Linked DNA regions of Mus musculus: region 1 is linked to region 2. The links are chromatin contacts, called in public HiChIP or PLAC-seq maps. All regions are on one chromosome and are shown on one strand. Each heading gives the region's core, a stretch centred on a gene start, on an enhancer-like site or on the middle of the called end of the contact. The rest is flanking DNA. Distances are from core to core; before and after follow the strand shown.

Region 1 (7,177 bases), core at 1,952-4,451, 67 kb before region 2:
TTGCTTTCTTCTCTGTAATTTTCTCATTTATAGCTCTTTGCTGCTGAGTTCTTTTTTTTTTTTTTTTTTTTTTTCGAAACAGGGTTTCTCTGTATAGCCCTGGCTGTCCTGGAACTCACTTTGTAGACCAGACCAGGCTGGCCTTGAACTCAGAAATCCGCCTGCCTCTGCCTCCCAAGTGCTGGGATCAAAGGGCTACTGAGCTCTTCATCTATGCAGTTCCCTAACAGAGTTGGAGGATTCCCAGCATGCTTTGCATGTGCACACCTGTCAGTGTTATCTGTAGTAACTGTCCTCCACCCACCTGGTCCACTATGTTCTTTTCTGAATACAAATCCTTATCTTAATATACTTATTCCTTTTTTATCAAGTTTGCCGTGTAATCTGTACCTTTATTTCAGAAGGATTTTCCTAACCCAATTCATCACACTATGCGACCTTTTCTTCTCCTGACTTCAGAGTTTTCCTGCCTCGTTTTGGTTTTTCATATGAACAGATGCCTCTCTTCCTGGTGTTGGGCTTAGGCATCTCTGTCGAATTTTTTCCATGTATAAAGTCAATTTTCCCAAGATCATTGGCAAGATACACCCTTCCACTGGCATGTGTCACTGTGTCACTAACAGGCATTGAGTTCCCATAGTGCCCTCTTTGAGAACTCGCTGTTCTGCCCGACTCATCTATTTGTCTGTTCCAGACTCAATGCCACATTCCCACGACCTTGAAGACAGACTTAATATGTGTTAATTCAAACCATCTGTTCCTTGTTTGTAAGATCAACTTAAGTATTAGTGGACTTTCATTTCACCATGAAGTTTTCAAATGAGTTACTCCATTTCTAAAAACAAACTGAAGTCTCACTGAGCTCCCGCCGAATTTATAGATCGGGTTGGGAATAGTTAACATCTTTGTGGCAGGAAACCGCCTCTCCCAACAGTCCGGGTCGTCTCTCCATCCATTCAAGCACATCTTCTGTTCTGTTTCTCCATCAGAAACCTTCAGATTACAGGCTCATCTGACTTGTGAGCACCCAAGCATGTGCTACCCTGGGAGTGCTTCTCACTGGCTTAGAACACGACATCCAAGGTCTGAGCAGGGATGTGGTGCAGGGTGGTGATCGCAGTGCTTTGGAAGCTGAGGCAGGAGGATGGAGAGGTCCAAGCCAGACTGGGTTGCATAGCAAGACCCTGTTGTTTTAAAACTGTCTATTTTGAAAAGGTCTCATAATAAACCTTTAGTGAACAGTATTTTTTGGCTCCAACACACTATGGAACCCATTGTGTACCTCAGGTAGACCATCTCATGGTAATGACCTCTTGTCCTTCCCCATTGAAATCTTAAGCCCTTTGTGCTGTTGACCACGGCATCCACCAATGCCAGTGAAATGGCCATTCTATCTCATGGCCCCCCATGGAATGGCTTTAGAGGGTTTCTGGCTGTCTCCAGATGTTTGTTACACAACAAGTCAAATAAGGGAAATCCCCCCTTTTTACTTTGCTAAGTATTTCTTCAAACATAGTAAACACTGCTGAGTACTTTCCCTCCGTCTGCTGAGACGTCTGTGTGCTATTTTCTTCCTTCATCTATTGTTCTCTGAGTTGTCTGAAGCTAATCCCACAACTATAGCTGTGTGCCTGACTGTGGTAGAACTCATTCTTTTTTTTTTTTATTTTATTTTTTATTAGATATTTTCTTTATATACATTTCAAATGCTATCCTGAAAGTTTCCTATACCCTCCCTCTACCCTGCTCCCCTACCCACCCACTCCTGCTTCTTAGCCCTGGCATTTCCCTGTACTGGGGCATATAAAGTTTGCAAGACCAGGGGGCCTCTTTTTCCAGTGATGGCCAACTAGGCCATCCTCTGCTATATATACAGCTAGAGACACGAGCTCTGGGGGTACTGGTTAGTTCATATTGTTGTTCCACCTATAGGGTTGCAGATCCCTGGTAGAACTCGTTCTTTCATAAAGTTTCAGACACGCATGGCTGTGGAACCACACTCCTATTAGCACTCAGGCGGCTAAGGTTGGAGGATATTAAGTTCAAGGATAGCCTGGGCTACATAGTAAGACCCCCCTTTTAAAAATGGTTTTTTTCTTCTTTCTGTAGGGGCTGGAGAGATGGCCAGAGGTCGAGTGTTTGCTCCTCCTGAGAGGAGTCCCATTTGGTTCCCAGCGCACACATGGAGTGGCTCACAATTGCCAGTGAGTCTAGCTCTAGGGGATCTTTACATCCACAAGTGGTATACACTGAGAGACACATAGATATGCACATAAATAAAAATAAAAGTTCCAAAATGGGGAGCACTCACATGATGCACAGACACATGTGCAGGAAAAATACCCCCCCCACACACACACACATAAATAAAATACAAATTAAAAGCAGGGCAAAGGTAATGTGGTCAGGTGTCCCAAGTCATTTTAGCTTACTTCCCTGGGTTAGTAGCATTGATCTTGACCTCAGAAATGTGCTTTGCAACCAGGATCAAATGCTTCAGAAATTCTGGTAGTAAAACAGGGGTACCTACCAAAAGCTGTGCCATTATCTCTCCGAGAACACCCAGAGATTATATTTGCAGTTGATGTGATCTTAAAAAGTGAAAGAGGAGAAACGGTGTGTAATGGGATCAGGAGTGCCCGTGCAAAATGTCATCACAGCTGTCCCCTCCCCGGCTCCCACCCTGTCAGGGTGCCCCCCCCTCCAACTCAGCTGCCGGAACCATCTGAATGAGTTTAATGATCCATTCCTCCAAGGGGCCTGCGAGTCTCCTTTGGCTACCACCGTCAGCTCATCGACTGGACTCATCAGCTGGAGGGATGGGAGACATTTGGTGCTACTCTTAACCCTGAACTCTGAATCATGGCGTTCCTCTCTGCGCAGCTTTAGGGGATGATGGAGAACCTGAGGGTGACTCAATCAAAGCTAGCAGACGCGCTGCAGATCCGGAGAAAGATCTCCTACAAACGTAAATGTAACCGAAAGCGGGATGCCATTTCTTCTTGTGGCGGGGCTCCCGTCAGGCCTGGTGTCAGATCCCCGGACCCCCACTTCTCACTAAGCTTTGCTGAGGAGCCTCCTGGGCACTGGGCTGCATGGCGGCCGAGTCGGCTGAACGCTGAATTGTCAAACTGTGTGTCTCACGGAAGACGCGGAAGACGCGTGTTTGCCGACCGTGGGAACAGCCTGTGCTTGGAGAAGCATCTTCCGCTTCCCATCTCTGTCTCAGGGACTTCAGGAGTCTCATCCGCCTCCCCTCCCTGGCAGGAAGCCTTCTTTAGTCTCATTTGTTCCTGATGTGGTTTCTGTGGTTTCCAAAGAGAGCAGAAATGCCCAGCCGTGCTGGTTTCCTCTTTTTCTACAAACCCACTATTATCTCCCTGGCGTTTTCCTTTGAAAATGATTTCTGGGTTGAGAAATGCTTGTGTGTGTGTGTCTGGAAGATGCAGCGTGACTCCTCTGCATCTCTCACACTGTCGGGCACCCTGAAATGTTGCTGTTTGCTTCGTGGGCATCATTTTGGCTGCCAACCTCTCTCTGGTGGGCGTAGACAATGTGTCTGCTCTCCGAGAAAGCTTCCCGCCCCCCACCCCCAGACTGAGGGTGGGGGCGGGGCATGGACTGGGCCCACAGCTAGGCAGGCATGGGGACAGAGGCCAGCTGTGACTGCTGACTGTCTGGGATAACACGTGTTCAGGACCTTGACTTCTTTCTTAACAGGAGCACCTCCAAGGCTCCTTTGAGTCTCAATGATTTTATTTCCTTCACACAACCATTGGCTTTACACATGGTAGGATGCCCCCCCTCCCAAACCCCCAGGTCCCGCCCCCTCCCCCCTTCCCCCCAAGAACTGTATTCCCTTTACAGAGTTCATGTGATAAGTCTTCATCTTATGCCATTTTCCAAGTGAGACATCAGGGCTTTGGGAAATGGTGAGTCAGAATGGTAGAACTCACTCAAACTCTTCTCTCAGGCACATTGTGACAGACCCAGAATAGGCCCCTGGATCACTCTCCAGTGTCACAGGAACCTTTCCTGATAGAACCTATCCTTTCCTCTCCAGAGGGAGTCTTTAGTTCTTCTGTGTACCTGAGCCATGGGGTGGGCCAGGTCTCTGAGCAGGCCAGGTCCAAACATGCATCTCTATACGTAGTTCCCAGGACATCATTGGAAAGGAGATAGGGGATTGACTAAACAAGCACAACTGTAGGACTGGGAAGCCATGAGGGAGTGGTAAGCTCTGGGTTCTGTCAGCAGAGCCCCAAGGTAGAGCCCTGTAGGTCACCTGCCCTGGCCTGAGTTCATGGGCCTCAGTGTGTCAGGTGTGGGGGAGGGTGGACTGGTGACTTTGAGGACTTCACCCAGGTTGTGGTGCCATCTGCCCCTTCGCGCGACCCCAGTACTGTCACATTTAAGACGTGGGTGTTTTGTTTCTCTTCTTTCATAACTGAAAAGGTGGCCTGAGATGTAGGCCCTGCACAATGATCTCTAGAAAGACTTTTCTAGCCTGGCGTGTGTACCCATCTGTTTCATCAAGAGCCATGCCATTGGCTGTGGAAGTAGAGAAGTGGCTGGAATTCTGTAGGGAGGAGAGTGGCGGGGGGCAGTAGAGTGAAGGGCAGGGAATGCCCACAGTGAAGCAACTGAGGGGAAATGTAATCCCCTGTAAGAGGCACTGCCAGGGAGGGCGTAACCCATACCTAACCCCGGTGGTGACACCGGGGGATTTACTGGAAGTTTTCTGCCACCACCAGCCTGGAAGGAGCACTGTACAACAGATCAGAGAGAAGAGTTGGGCTGGAGGGTGGATAGAGACAGGGGTGGGGGAGACAGGAGACTAGAGGGTCAAAGGTGGTCTGTGTCTGTGCTTTGTTAGGGTAGTCCCCAGAAAACGAATACAGCACCCATGAATGCCCTCTTCCTAAGGTGGCTTCCATGAAGACCTGGCCTAACCGTCTCTACCCCTAATAGGACACTTTCCTCCTTGACAATGGCCTGAACGTAGCCATTTACCTGGACAATAGGATGTAGCGAAAATGAAGGGATTCTATTGGCTAAGGCTGTGACATCCATGGTCGGCCATGTTTCATGCTGATTCTCCTGCACCCTTTGATGAAATACGCTACAGGCTGGGGGGGGGGGCGGGACCCAACAGAAGACTGCTGATAAATTCCACTGGCAGGAACTGCACAAACCCTGGTGTGTGGGTGGGTGTGTTAGAGGAAAGGGTGGCTCACAGACATCCTGCTTCCAATAACAGGATCTTCCTTCTTTGCGAAGCACCATAGTGACAGTTTGTATGAACCCTTGGACCAGAGCAGGGGTTCTTAAACCATGGTTCACAATACTTATATGGGGTTGGAGGCATAACTGAATGTGGAGTAGGGGACATTAGGAAAAAAATTTAGGCAACAGGAAAAGGTTACTGAGCATTTAATGACCAAAAAATGGTTCAAAATCAAATGTAAAATGAATCTGGGGTATTTTTGTCAGTGCTTACTCATGTTGTATCTTGTGAGTTTGCTTTAGCCTTGGTTCTGAGCATGCACAGGCCACCATCACACCATGTGGTCCTCGCTGCACATGGCATCACACCATGTGGTAAACACACACACACACACACACACACACACACACGATGTGTAAAACATCTCAGCTCACATGCATGGCCATCAGATGTTATGGGCTGCAGTGGTTTTACTGTCCATACACAGAGGCAGTTTAAGGAGGAAGGGTTTATTTTGCCTCAGAGTTTAAGGGAATCTAGTCCATCATGGTAGGGCAGGCATGGCGGCAGGAGAGTGAGGTGACTGGATTACATTGCAACTGAGTTAGTGAGCAGAAAGTGGGAAGTGAGGCCAAGCTACAAAGTCAAGCTACAACCCACTTCCTCTACTGAGACTACCCTCTAAAAGTTCCACAACCTTCCAAAAACAGTGCCACTATCAGGGGGCCAAGAATTTAAAGACATGTGCCTGTGAGAATCAGTTCACATTCAAACCATGAGGGCTCTTGTATGGCTGGAGAAGTCTGGGTGTGGGCCAGCTTCACAGCCTATGAAACCTGTTCATAGCGTGCTGGTCTCATCTCTCTCATCTCATCTCTCAGGCTCTGCCTGGCACCACCACAGAGCTTCCTGTCTAACTGCCTTGGGCATTGTTAGGACAATGAGTTTTGTTGTTATCTGCTTGTGTGTGTGTGTGTGTGTGTGTGTGTGTGTGTGTGTGTTGGGAGGCAGAGGGTGAGTTGTCCAGGCAGAGCTAAGAAGAACTGACATGGTTGGTGGAAAGTATGTAGGCTTAGGACTCATACCTTGGAGACAGTGGCCAGTGTTAGAGACATAGATGGTATAGAGACGCAACTATACAAACACAGAGCAGAAGAATGGAGATGTGATCTCTACAGATACACAGGCAGGTGTGGAGGTATAGGAGAGAGCATCAACAGCCCACAGGGCTTGCACATTCGGCTCTTGCCTTCAGGAGTGTGGATGCGGCACTGGAAGGTGAGCTGAGTATCTAGTGAGGTGATGCCAACCTTGCGTGTCCAGGGACTCCATGTTGAGAACTTCTGCTTAGAATCTGTTGACCTAGAACTGACAGCTCAATGCTGATCTTTCATTCATTGGCTAGGAGAGTGGAACAGTGTTACTTCAGTTCCCTCATCTATAAAACTGGCACCCAAAAGCACCCTCCTCCGAGAGAGGACACAGAGAACTGAGGCTTGTTTGTCTCACCACTTTGGTTTCTCTGGGGCTAAGTCCTTAGGGCAGGGTCAGCCCTGGGGACTTCACAGGGCACACAGGAAAAAAAATGATAGGGTACTGAGCAAGTGTGAGCTAATCTGTTACTCTCACACACAAAGCTAGACCAAAGAAAGAACTCTGCTCAGTCCCCTTCTGATTATCATCCCTAGAAGTCACTCCGTCTATTAAGACAGGGTTATTTTGAGTTTGTGTTTTAAATTACACACCTTCAATGGCTCCCAGGCCTCAGACCTGTGCAGTTAAAATGGAGTAAGCAGAAAAATGCCCTTGTCAGGATCACTGTCAACGTCAGACACAGCATCCTTAAACGTCTTCTGACAGAAGTGTGCTATATGCAAAGATGTGCAGGTTTTGAAAGCGCTGGTTACCAAGGAACTGTCCCATTTCAAATCCAGAATGAGTGGTGTGATG
Region 2 (6,741 bases), core at 2,354-4,853:
TCTTTCCTGCCTATGAGCCACATGACAACGGACAGTCATCAGAGCTGGCCTATGAACATGACTTGGTGGCCATTGGAGTATATAGTTCTCAGACATTTGTTGTTACAGTACAGGTCTGGCTCTTGCATTAGGGGCTTCTAAGCTCTCAGCCAGACTAATTCAGGATCTCTCTCTCTCTCTCTCTCTCTCTCTCTCTCTCTCTCTCTCTCTGTGTGTGTGTGTGTGTGTGTGTGTGTGTGTGTGTAATTGTGGACTCATGTGCCCATGAGTGCATGTAGAGGTTAGAGAAGAATTTCAGCTGTCATTCCTCAGACATAGCCACCCTTTGAAAAAATTGAGCCTGGATTTCTCATTTCTCACTGGCCTGGAGTTTGGAGTTTGCCAAAGAGGCTAGGCTGTCTGGGCAGCAAGCCTCAGGAGTCCATCTGTCTCTACCTCCCCAGTACTGGGATTACAGTGTGTCCCAACAACCCTTGATTCGTTAACATAAGTTTGGAGCTCGAACTCTAGCTCTCTTGATTGCAAGGAAAACATCTTAATGACGGAGCCCTATCCCTACCTCCACAGATCATCTTTGAGAGCCAGTGATATCTTAAAAGCCCAGCAGAACTGTTGGAAAAGGCGAGTAGCGTTATCAAGTTCTACCAAGGTTGGAATTCAGAGCATGAAGGGGGTCACTGAGGACTAGGTCCATGATGGGAGGTGGGATCCCCACAGAAGGCCACTGTCTGCGTACGCATGGGGTGCCTCTAGGGCAGCAGGAGTAGCAGTTGCCGCTTTTTCCACAGCATCCGTACTTGTGAGCAGGTGTGGCCAAGTCATGCGTGTTTCCTGGTTTTCCACATTTGCCAGTAAACCAATGTGAGGGCTTCCCCTGATTTGTGGGATCCTTTTCTCTGGATAGGGGGGTGGGGAGCTAAGTGTCTGAAGATTCCTCCCCTCATCATAGTAAATGCAGGCACAATGAATGCACTGTCGCCACCTGGGGCAGTCAGATGTGCACAGCCCTGGCAATAACTTGAAGAGAAAAGTTAAGGACTAAAGGGGGTGGGAGGAGAGAAGGAAGGAGGAAGATGGGGGAGGAGGAGGGAGAAGGGGGAGTTAAGGGGAAGGGGAGGAAGAGGGAGGAGGGAAAGGAGGAGGAGAAGGGGGAGGGGAAGGGGAAGAGGAGGGGGAGGAGGGGGAGGTTTTAAGCCACAGCATTCAGTGGGAGCTAAATCTGCTCCCTCATTCTTGGATCTGGAGACATGACAGATGGCAAGTGGGACCCGACAGCCAGACTGGAGCCTCAGAATATGCTCGCCCCATGTTCTCATGTGTGTGTGTGAGTGTACGTCTGTCTGTAAAGAAGCCTAAATATCAAGTATATGTGCATGAACACAGGTGGGGTCCTTAGGTCGGCTTCTGGTGTCTCAATCACTCTCCGTTTTGAGACTGTTTCTCAGTGAACCTGGAGTTTACCACTTCAGCTAGACTGTCCAGCCATCAAGTTCCTGAGACCAGCCTCTTCCTGTCTTCACAGTGCTGGGGTCCCAGATGCACACTGCCACCCCATCCGGCTTTTACGTGGGTGCTGTGGATTTGAACTCAGATTCTCACGCTTGCACATCAAACACTTTACATAACAAGGCATCTCCCCAGTTCCCTCATCTTGTCTTGATAGCAACAGCCAGAGTGTCTAATTTATCTCAATATACTTAATGTACATCCTAATAAACAAGATGTGAGACCAGGCGGGTGCTTGAAACGGCTTAGAAACTAGGTGGTTGCTATGTGCAAAACAGGCCCAAGTAATGCTTTTGTGCTTTGAAATAATGGGAATAATAAATGTTTGCTGTAGGATGCTACAGACTAACAGAGGCAGAGGGGAGAGAGGGCTGCCTTCAGGTGGAGCAGCTCACCATGAAGGCTCATCCCCAGGTCCCCTGTGGCTTAGGTTTCCTCTTCTGGGCTCAGTCTTGCTGCGAAAAGTCCTTGTGGGCTTCCGGATCCATCTTGGCTTCCGTGGATCCCGCTGTTGATAGCTCTCATGTGGCCTTCTGTGATCAGCTCACAGCACTGTTGGGGACAGTCTAGTCTTTCACTTCCCGAAGACCTAGGTCCCTGGAACATACTTCTCTTGTCTTCTTGAGAAGAGATCTTGTCCTGATCTTTTTGGGGGTGTAGTTTCTTCTAGCACCGCTCCTTGACGCATCGGGGAGCTTCTGAAAAGCATCTGGCCCACCTGCTGCACCCAGGGCTTCTTGAAGGACTTTGCCCAAGGCTTTTCTAGAGCGCAAGTACTGAACTTTCATAATTCTCCATCCCCATTCATAGATATCTAATTACCAATATCTTATGTGTTCCAATAAGAAGTTTCCTCTCAAAACACAACTATCCCCAGAGAAGTCACATCCTGGCCTCTATAGACTTGCTGGGTGCAAGTTCACACTCTCCAGGAACCAGCTGTGACAAGGGCAGGAGGGTTGTCTCGTGTGAATCACAGATTCTTAAACTGAAGGTCATGACTTGGTATGGGGCCATGAAAATGAACACGGGGGTCATGAAAGATGTGGCTGGCAAAAAGGTTTCTGAATATTCAGTGGCCAAACTTTAAATCCCACTCACACAGGAGTCTGCTGGGAACTGAGTCTGCTGGGAACTCGGTGGAAGGTGAGCGAAGCCTCCTTGGCCACGCCCTTGTCTTTACCTGCAGTGGACACTACACTGACCAACAGAGATCATCATTAGAACAACTGGGGTGGGGGAGTCACTTCGATATGCACCTTTGAAGAGGGCTTAGGCTCAAAGTGTGTCTCCTGAGAGCCCCTCACTGTGTCTGCCTCTTGCTTTCTTCCCTCCGTCCCTCCGTCCCTCCCTCCTTCTGTTTCTGTCTTGTGTCTTGTGTCTCCGTCTCTCTCCTTGGGTGTCTATGTCTTCTTTTCTCTGTCTTCCCTCTGTATCCCCGATTTTATGTCTCCATTTTTGTCTCTCTCCCTGTACATCTCTGTCTTTTTGCCTATCTGTCTTTCTCCTCTTGCTGTGCATCTCTCTCCCTTTATAAAGCATTTTAGGAGCTGGAGAGATGGTTAAGAGCACTCACTACTCTTCCAGAGAACCCAATTTCGATTCCAGCACCGATATGGCAACTCACAACTGTATCTCCGGTTCCAGGAGATCTAGTAACCTCTTCTGGCCTTTATGGGCATAAAGTCCATACGATACACAGACACGCAAGCAGGTAAAACACTCATACGCATTATGTATATGTATGTGTATGTATATACTTTTTAAATGTTTATTTGAGAGGGAGGGAAGGTGATATCATGGTTCACAAGAAAAGGCCACAGTCCTAGAGTCTAAGTTGGGGTTCTCTTCTACTGTGCAGGGTCAAGGGATCAAAGTGAGGTCGTCAAGCTTGGAGGCCAAGTGCCTATGCCTTCCGAGCCACCGAGCCAACCCGTCTCTGTCTCTGTTTTTCCCTCCTGTCTGTCTTCCCTCCTGCTCTTCCATCTCTCACTATACACAGGATCAGCTTCTCCTTTCCTGGCTGCTGACCAGAACATCACCCTGAGGCCACAGGCTGTTCAAAAAGGAGGAAGTTCTTTAGCAGCTTGCCCGTTGTCACGGCAACTGTTTCCTTGCTAGCCAAAACATTCACTTTGCATTCTCCCTTGCATGGGTTTCCTGGTCAGATTTTTTTCCTGCAGTGACATCTAGTGTCCAAACACTATGGAAAAAAAAAATCCAATGATTTATGACTGGTCTTGAGGACACTATCATAGCAGAGGGTGTCTGTGGCCCTAGACCCTATACTGTGCCCCTCTGAGCTAGACTAAAAGGTGTTCAAGGGGCTGCTTCGGACCCTTGCTTCATATCACCACTCCTGTAATGGCTTTTTCTCTTCCTGAGTCCTTGATGGTTGCTTCTTTGCTGTCTGTGCTGGACAAGATTCTGTCACTTGTCCCAGGTGTCAGCAGCAATCTGCACCTCCTCGTCCTCTGTCACTCACTCTTATAGGGTGACACGCATGGATGTAGACACGCCTCTGAAGACACCGGACAGCACCCACCCCCATGCTTCCTCTTTGCTACTCAGACTTCTCCAGCAGCCTCATGTGGGAACAGGGCGGGAAGTGACACAGACAGAAACCTCCTGGTCAGGCCCCGAGTGAAATGACCCAGTCGTTTCCTACAGAGACCCAGATTGGGGGCGATCAATCCAGAATGGTTCAACACCTGGATGGTCTCTGGGTCTCACCCAGTTTGGGGAGCAGGGAGCATCCCCGTCATCCCAGCTTTACCCACGTGTGCATGCTTTACCCTGGCCACCCCCTTGTGCTGCTGGTGTCCCCAGTTTTCAAGATGACTTTAGGGCTGGTCTGTCAAGAAGTGGAGCCACTGGCTTTCTACTGCATTCAGAATTCTGCTAAGGGGATTCCCTGGGAAGGGACAGGGAAAAAGTTGAGCACAGGGGACGCCAAGGAGAAGGTGGTTGGGAGTGAGCACGTAGCAAAAGCTTCACTGGAAATGGGAAGAAGGAAGTCAGAAATAATGAACGAGTCAAGCAGCAACCGGAAATGAGCCGTCCTAGGTTTTTAAAGTGGGAGCCACTCTGAGTAGCGTGAGGAAGTCTCTTTTTTCCTCTGGGATGTGGATTATCCTTTTTTTTTTTTTTTCAGCGTATCTGCATGGTTTATGTAACCCATCCATTAATCTCTGTGATGGTAAGCTCTGTTAATTTGACATAACCTAGAATCGCTGTGGATGAGAGAATCTCAGTGAGATTGTTCATATCAGATGGGCCTATAGGCATGTCTGTGGAAGGTTGTCTTGACTGTCTTCATTGATGTGGGAAGACCCAGCCTAAATGTGGGCTGAGCCTTCTGGTAGCAGGTCAGATAAAGAACCTGGAAAGAGAAGAGCGTTGACTTCTTTTTTTCCTAACTGGCTTTCATTCTCACTGATGGGCTCATCTACTCCATTGCTGCTGCCGCTTCCTTCACTAATATTAGCACCATCCTGACGCTGCTAACAAGCTGAAGACCAGCAGCTCTCAAGAATCCTCCAGGCCTTTGGCACCAGATGGGGACTGCTGGTGTGTTGAGAGGGAGAGGCCACTGAGTAGAGACCTCGGGGTTGGTGCCTAACAAACCGATGGATGGGAAATGCTGAAGATGGAGCTGGGGCTTTGGAAAGGGGAGTGTTAGTAGTACTGTGTCCAACACAGAACCTGTGAAATGTACAGGAAGAAAATGCCACAGCCAACAGACAAAGCTCTCCAAGAGCAGAGTAAAGGATGCACTGGAGACCTGAATGGGCTCATTAGCACCTTAATGGTATTTAAAGCAATATGCAAGTTTTCAGATTGTTGAAGCATGTTTGTGTGTGTGTAAGAGACGTGTGTATGCAAATCCATGTTTGTTTGTATATATGTGGGGGGGCATGCTTGAATGTGTATATATCCATGTCTGTATGTGTACAGAAATATGTTTGTGTGCATGTATGTGTGCAGAAGAATGCTCGTGTGCGTGTGCGTGTGTGCTGCTGATACTAGGGTTGCAAATGTGTTTCCTCCCATGGGAAAAAGCTTTGCTGTGGGACACCACCCAGAGCAGAATCTGATCAGCATAGAACCAACCACCAGGCATCGAGTCAGGAACTCACCCAGAGCGTGAGATACATGTCCCAGAGGTGAAGCTGGAGGAGGCTTGCTCCCATGAGCCTTATCACCAGCAGGCTGGCCAGAGAGCTCTGCAGGATGCATGAGGCTGTGGCAGTAATCTTGGGCACTGCTGATTTACAAATTGTACCAGTCTGGCACTCACACTGTTTGCTCGGCTTTAACCTGAAGCTGGAACTGGTTGTCCGGGCAACAGAAAGGGATTTCTGGGTTCTCAAACTGGAAGTTTAACTGGAGAGTTTGTGACACTCAGGACTGCTTAGGGATGGGCCCACCAGCTCCTCCTCATCTGGGAAATGCTTGTCCTGGCCTCATTCATGTTCAGCCCCAGGATCAGAGACACTGGTGTGGTTTCCTCTTGTGATGGCACAGGAGTGGTTCTCCACTTCAGCACCACAGATGTTTGGAAACTGTCTGTACACTGGGATCATTGGCTCACTGGTAGGAAATCCTCGGAGCATGCATTTCCATAAGCCATTCATGCTGGAACACTCCAGAAGACTCCAGAACTTGAGTCTCCCCAGGGTCTGAGCAGAGCTAAAGTATGGGTGTTTGGCATCAAGGAAAGAATTTGACACTCAGCCCCCTGGAGCTGTACAGGGGAATAGAGGACCTGCCTGATGTGAAGTTTCGACTGCCTGACCCCTGGCTTCTGCTCCCCACGGAGATCCAGTAAGGAGTGTCCAGCATGCTACAACACTCGTGGGCTTGAGGTTTCATTTTTAGGAATCTCTCCATGATGGCTTCTTCATAAACACACTACTATTAAATACTAAAGTGTATACACCCAGAAATAAAGCCTGTAAAATGAGTAGTAAATACCATACCACAGCACTTCCTGCTGGCTTTTCTGTTCTCAATGCTCTCCAGGCTATTTCCGCCCATAGCGGCCCGTGCCTCCTGCACAGTGGAGCCCTCTAACTGCAGTCTCTTGCTTTTCCTCAGAGCCCTACATAGTAGCAACTCCTTCCTTGGAAGTTGGACGAGAGCAATAGAGACAGGCAGATGTGGACCAGAGAGGCCTCCAGAGCACATGCAAGGTGTGAATTCACTTATATTTGCTTACTTCGCAAACTTCTT

The links. HiChIP or PLAC-seq counts read pairs in DNA pulled down with a chosen protein or histone mark.
Region 1: an H3K27ac HiChIP or PLAC-seq map of neural progenitor cells shows a contact between it and region 2, with 4 times the contacts expected there. The contact joins two enhancer-like sites. A contact is called at or near these places in 1 of 39 promoter capture datasets (hippocampal neurons), 11 of 484 Hi-C or Micro-C datasets (the C2C12 cell line, cerebellar granule neurons, cerebellum and 8 more) and 1 of 115 datasets of contacts at active chromatin or transcription factors (neural progenitor cells).

Annotation. Positions count from the first base shown.
Region 1 is chr1:89,298,880-89,306,056 of GRCm38.p6, reverse strand. No RefSeq gene overlaps it. Among named protein-coding and RNA genes, the nearest start is that of Gm41913, 85 kb to the left of the region's middle. Within about 2 kb of position 3,201, at least 59 of the 459 cell types and tissues checked have an H3K27ac peak or open chromatin away from gene starts, as enhancers often do. A contact at or near this core is called in neural progenitor cells and stem cell-derived neural stem cells, where this site is marked.
Region 2 is chr1:89,232,418-89,239,158 of GRCm38.p6, reverse strand. No RefSeq gene overlaps it. Among named protein-coding and RNA genes, the nearest start is that of Gm34331, 130 kb to the right of the region's middle. Within about 2 kb of position 3,603, at least 85 of the 459 cell types and tissues checked have an H3K27ac peak or open chromatin away from gene starts, as enhancers often do. A contact at or near this core is called in neural progenitor cells and stem cell-derived neural stem cells, where this site is marked.